Linked DNA regions of Bicyclus anynana: region 1 is linked to region 2. The links are chromatin contacts, called in public Hi-C maps. All regions are on one chromosome and are shown on one strand. Each heading gives the region's core, a stretch centred on a gene start, on an enhancer-like site or on the middle of the called end of the contact. The rest is flanking DNA. Distances are from core to core; before and after follow the strand shown. Region 1 holds the start of LOC112054520 (protein charybde). Region 2 holds the start of LOC112055298 (cytochrome P450 6B5-like).

Region 1 (3,411 bases), core at 159-2,658, 160 kb after region 2:
GACCCACACGCTCCGCGGCGTCGCTCGCTCGCTCGCTCGCTCACTCGGCTTGACTCCGGAACAACTTTTTCTTTTCTATCGTGAACTGGGGGCTGATGATGATGGTGCCGCCTCTCGTTAAGTTTCTGTGGAAGAAACGATCGATCAGTAAAGTCAATCAGGAAATTATAAATTAGTAACTTCGGGGATGTTTGCTAAATTAAGTCGATAACAAAATTATCGATATTTTATATTTTTATCATAGGCCACACTACAAACTCTAAACTTCAAAAAGAATGAAGTAAATTCCCAGATAAAATATTTTAAATGAAAAGTAGATTTTTTTTTATTTGAAACTAAGATTCTCAAAATTAACAGTAGGTACATAAAAATAAATCTCACACTCACTTTAAGAATTGCGGCAGCAGGCTGGTCCAGTTGGTGGCGTCGTGCTCCAGGTGCAGGTGTATCTCGTGCGTGGTGAGCGTGTTGGGGTCTATCTTGAAGGCCGCGAGCCGCCGGCCGGCCACGTCCACGATGACGGCGGCGCCGCGCGAGCCGCAGGGCTCGCCCTCGGCCAGCGCCAGCGTCTGGCGCGCCGCGCGGCACAGCAGCTCGGCCGGCACCAGCACCTCGGCCGTGGCCAGCTCGCTGGCTCCCTTGGCGGCGCGCAGCTCGCGCTCCAGCCGCTGGGCCAGCGCCGTCTCCGTGGGCACCGGCACGGGCGCCTCTCTCCATGTGGGCCCATTCCACGCTGCAACAATACACACCGACGGTTATTCACTTATTCATTTATTTTCTGATAATACACAGATGAAAGAAATGTATTTGCAAAATTTTCAAATTAGAATCTTACAAGGTTCTGAGAAATTCGAAATCCTAATAAGAATGTGATCAAGTTATCTGTTAAGTGTTAACAAGAAGCAGAACAGCTGTTGCGTCAGCTGACCGGGCCCGGCCGGGGCCGGAGTCTGTGCGCGCGCCGCCTAGCAACAGCTGACAGCCGCCGGTTAGAAAGTCGAACTTCCCTCCCCACTCGCCGAAGAATAGAAAGTGTGGACTCACCTTTTTCACTACTGAATCCGACGTTAAACTGACTCGTAACCGGCAGGATCTCCATGTTTTCCAAATTTTTACTTATATTGTACACTTTTAAACGCGATTTAAAACGAAGCGTTCCGTTGCGGAACTTAAAAAACTAGAAAAATATCACAAGTCTCTTTTGTACTGCGAATGCGCACTGAACGACCGGCTTCACGACCGGCGACTAGTTATCGTGAAGAGATCGATTGGAAGTTGTAACGTCCGAGGTTAACACGACTGCATCAGATCTGATCTCGTAACCTTAGGGCTTCGTCTCTCGCCCTCGGCTCACCGTTCGACCCACCCGACCCTGTCGCTCTGTGTGACGGACTGACGATTCCGGCGACTGTGCGCGGTATATATAGAAGGCCGCGGCCGGGGGTGCGGGGCGTCTCTCCGCGGGAGGCCGCGGGGTCCCCGCGCGCCAGTCGCGAGCGCCCGCGGAGTGCACCGCACGTCTCTGCGCCGTCGCGCGCCGGCCTCCGGCAAACGCCGGCCGGCTTCTTTGTTCTAGTTCCACCGGTGGAACATAACAGTTCGTTCACATGAAAAATTTTTCTAATTTTAAGTAATGGTGTTTCTTAAATGTTATCGTGTACGTTACTCATTTGTACATATTTTACAGCGAATAATATTGTTTTAGTTATAATTGTCGTTAGCAAATAAGAATCTGTTATGGTTTAGAAATAAGTATTTGTGAGGGTTCTTTGTTCCGATTGTAGTGTTATGCGATATTGTAAACTTATCGTCTATAGTAAAGATATCAGTAATCGTGGTGGTTTTAAGTGACTTGTAATCGAGATCCAATTGGTCGATGTCACTATGTTGTAAAAAATTTAGATTAAGTTTTTAGATATTAAAAATATTGTAAACGGATTGTTTGAATTACAAGAACAGAATATGAAAATTTAGATTTGTCAAATTTATATTATTGAATTGGAAGTCCAAGGTGTTACAAAATGTAATGTGCTAAAGGAAACAAGTTTTATTGTCACACAATTCATGTTAGCACGGATGACCATTGTTACGAAAAGACCCGATTCTGCGCACAATGCCTTTTGTTTTAGCACTTTTGTCATCGATAGACTTGGGAACTAAATGCACTTAGCAACAGTTTGTGTGATGTAAGATAATGGGAATTAAACGAACAAAAAGATCTAATAGTATCTGGCTATTGGTAACGGCAGTCATTATTATTACACTTCCGATGTTGCGTCAGCCCGGTAGAACTTTCGAGAATTTCTTTTGATGGTTTTGATGTATCGTTGTTCGAAGTTTTAACAAAGGTTAACAAATCGATTATGTGTAATCCTTTTGGTGAATTTATAGCAATTTTTCTCGATTTTTCAAAATAGGAAGAGGAGCTTAGATTTAGGGATAATATTACGAATGTATATGTTGTTGATTACTTTTTGCACTGTACTGAATTAATAGACGATAAAGGTAAATCAATTTATGTTATAGATAATATTTTTTATTACAGTATCAGCGACAGTCGTTTACAGGTGACAAAACAGATTACATTTCTAAGTGAAATATTTTTTTAAATAATTTTATCTACTTTTTACTGGTAAAAATGTTACACTGAGTTACATAACTACGTGGGTTTTTTGTCCATCGAAACAGTTAACTTAAACACTGCGTCTTTACGATCGCTTTCTGTCACAAACTAATCTACAAGGCTTTCAAAACTCAATATTTTAAAATTGAAAAAGGTAATAAAAAACCTCGTTAATTATATAGGTAATTACAAATGACTAACTCAATCGTAGATCAGTTATCAGAAAGAAAATCACATACATGTAAAAAACAAACAAATTAAAAAATACGTAAACCCAATTGCGCATAACGTAAAGAAAGTTCGAGACATAACAAACCATGTCAATCCTACCATTTAGGTAAAAAAAAACTCATAATGTATTGAAAAGTATAAAACTATGTATTTAAGTAAAACTTGCTAAAGGACAATATGGAAAATAAAACTTCATCATATATTCATAATCATTTAACTGTTAAAACTGTAGAACTTTCCAAAGAACAACACAAACATACATACATAAGCTCATAAGACATACAAATAGATAAACACTATCTCGAAAAACATGAAACAGCCACGCACAAATTATCTGATTACGTTAGCAGTAATGTCGAAGCTTTGCCACATCGGACCGCCATAGCAACTGATCCAATCTTTGAAACAGTTATCGTCATGACCATAAAAACAATTGGATAAAAAAGAGAAAAGGAAAGGCGGTAACACGGTTGCTAAGGGGAGCCGGCCGGCGAGCTGGCCTTGAGCGTCATGACTCACTCCGCGGCGCACGGCAGCGGAGCCGATCGCAAAACACG
Region 2 (3,155 bases), core at 349-2,848:
CTGAACTCTTCAGGATCCTCAAAGTACTTTTCACTGCTGCTGAGAGCTTCTATTGACACTATTATTACGGAGCCGTCATCCAAGGTCACCTGGGTACCGGGTATGGTATATTTAGATGTTGTTCTTCTGATAATGAACCCGGGCGACGGAAGACAACGTAAGCTTTCTCTAAAAAAGAAGACAAAATAACTATTAAAATCCCACTTATCAAAAATGCCTTTGCGCTGTAAGAAATAACGAAGGCCTTCTAATAGAGGCGATATTAAAAAAAAATAAGTTTATCAGAGACACATAATTTACTTAATTCTTTAGTTACCTACCTGAAAGCCATTTCCAGGTATTTCATATCCCTAATGGCGTCATAGCAGAGTTTGCCGTTATACTTGGCGATAATTTCGTCAACTTCCTTCTGGCATCGCTCCTGAATTTCAGGATGATAAGCTAGGCAGTGAAGAAAGTAACTGCTGGCCGATGACGAAGTTTCAAATCCGGCAGCGAAAAAAACAAACACCTGCGCCGCAAGCAGTTCATCGTCCAAATCAAGTTCGACAATAGCCGGAGAACCATCAGGATTGCGATGCTCAATAGATTCCCCAACAATTTTGCCTTTCTGTCTGAGCTCTAAGAGAATATCTATAAAATCATTTCTACCTGAAGGTTGGTAGTTTCTCTGAGTCATGATTTCTTTGATGATTGACATGGTTTTGTGCTCGATTTCGGGTGCAAACTGTCGAGCATACTCAAAAGCTGAGGGAAAAGCCCTTTTCATCACATTAATGAATATATCCCTATTTGTATAAGTGAATATACGCTTGCCGAGTTTGCGAAAATCTGAGTTTTCTTCATTCAAAGCGTTCGAGTCGATACCAAAGCCGCACGCCCCGATAAAGTCGGTCGTGTATCTAGCCATCATTTCGCGTACGTCGACTTCGTCTTTCGTCGCCGCTTCATCAGCTAACTTCGTCAATTTGCCAGTCATTTCAACAATAAGTGGAAACATGGCCTTCAGTTTACCGCTCGAGAATGCCGGTGTCAACTTTTGCCTCATCAGTTTCCACGTGTCTCCCTCTGAGGTGAGTATATTCCTCATCAAAGGTTCCGTGAACTTCGTCCGGGGAATAAGTCCTCTGTGATGTATATCACGAAAGTCCGTCAGCAGTACATGCTTTATTAGTTCCGTATCAATGATGACGACGGCTGGGCTGTTCCCTTCGAAGAATCCAACGAATTTCTCATCCGGATGCGCCCGGTGGAGCGCAGCGAAACGTCCAGAAAGACTCACTTTATCAACATGCTGCCTCAGGTATCCCCCGAAGAATATCATCGGCTTCTCAAACTTGATTCCGCGCTTGCTGAAGAAATCGAAGTTTCTTGTCCCATAGAAATATAATGCTATCACAACTACTACTATTAGAAGCTGAATCATTTTGGAAATGCACGTAAATTACGTGTGTTCACGAAATCAGTTGCAAAACGAAAGGATTTACTCATTATTGTATCTCGCGATAAAATTTAATTACATTTTTGAAACACCGGAGAAAAGTTTACGACTTGAGACGATACGACAAACGTAAATTTTAAATAATAAAGATGTAGATCTCAAGTGTAAAGGTTGGTCCACCATTTTTACAGCTACAAATTATTTTCTACGAATATTACACACATAGTAATGTTGTATGAAAGCATGATATTTACAATGCTTTTTATGCTTTTAAGCGTACCTGTAACACCGGAAGTTTAAATTTTTCAGTCTAATATTTTGAAATATAAGAAGTTGTTTGTTACTAGTAAACATACATTTAATTCTTATTTTACCGGCTTCAAGTCGATACTTCAGAAGCGCACATCGTAAAGAAGCATCTTTAACTCTTCAATAGCGAATAAGTCAACGGCGTCTTCTATACGATGTCGTATCGGAAATTGTAAATAAAGTCTTTATCAAGATATCAATCATTAAATATTGATCGATTTTATTTAAGTAGGTGAACGTGTGATGACATAGAGATTAGATATGTTCCGTACCTTATTAACGTTTCGTCACTTTCAAAACAGAAGTGTATTTATTTATTTATTTAAACCTTTATCTATAATAATATTACACGTTTATGCAGAAGAGTTAGTAAAAAGCAAAAAAACGTCCAAACTTAGTTATTGGCTACCTACTCGTATCATACTTACCTATGGTTAGGAGCAAAGCCTAACTTTCAGCTTTCATAAAATGAGGTAGGCTATCACAGGTTCTCGTTTTAGTAATGAAATTATAAAATAGACCAGAAAAATGTAAAAATCAACACCATTCTTATGACCCCGTTTTAAAAATCGATTTAAATACATTAAGTGGTGAATTATTAATATGTATGTATGTTGTAATCAAAACTCAATTTCGTTTAGTTCAGCTAAACACACAACACACAAATTTTGATAATAACATATTAGATGTTTCAACGCGGGTAGCCCACATCAGAACAAGCTCAGCCATTTACTAAGTTTTACCATACTCAACTCAGGCATTTACTTTTGTTACCCCCCGTCTCACAATATTATTCACTAGCCACCGCCCCGCGGTTTAACCCGCGTAGTTCTTGTTCACGTGCGAATACTGGGATAAAATATAGCCTACGACATGCACAAATAACGTGGCTTTCTGGTGGTAAAAGAATTTTTAAAATCTTCACAAACTCTACCTCTTTATAATATTAATATTAATAAAGATTAGTATATTAATTAGTATAGATTACTAGCGGACGTCACTTCAGCAACTTCGTCCATGTGAAATTGATTTTTTCACGAATCTAACTTCTACGAAGTAAGCAACAATTTTTTCTGGAATTAAAAGTCGCCTATGTATGAATACAGGATAATTTCTATCTCCATTGAAAATTTCAGCTCATTTGGAAGCTACGGCGTGAAAGAGCACCTAACAAACACAGGCACACCTATGATTTAGAAATAAATGCAGGGCTAGGCCGCCTTCCTTTTTATTAGGACCGACAAAGACGTACCGCCAAGCGATTTAGCGTTCCGGTACGACGTCGTGTAGAAACTGAAAGGGGTGTGGATTTCATCCTCCTCCTAACAAGTTAGCCCGATTGCATTTTAGATTGCATCATCACTTACCATCAGGTGAGATTGTAGTCAAAGGCTAACTTGTAAAT

The links. A called contact is a pair of places that touch in the nucleus more often than the background predicts.
Region 1: a Hi-C map of whole body shows a contact between it and region 2, with 1.9 times the contacts expected there. The contact joins the promoter of LOC112054520 here to the promoter of LOC112055298 in region 2. A contact is called at or near these places in 2 of 2 Hi-C or Micro-C datasets (whole body and whole larva).

The regions. Positions count from the first base shown.
Region 1 is chr19:15,108,303-15,111,713 of ilBicAnyn1.1, forward strand. It overlaps LOC112054520 (protein charybde), which reads right to left and starts at 1,409. Exons shown (of 3, transcript XM_024094336.2): 1 at 1,045-1,409; 2 at 388-733; 3 at 1-125. The coding sequence starts at 1,099. The coding sequence ends at 41.
Region 2 is chr19:14,949,759-14,952,913 of ilBicAnyn1.1, forward strand. LOC112055298 (cytochrome P450 6B5-like) reads right to left here and starts at 1,599. Exons shown (of 3, transcript XM_024095333.2): 1 at 321-1,599; 2 at 1-168. The coding sequence starts at 1,426.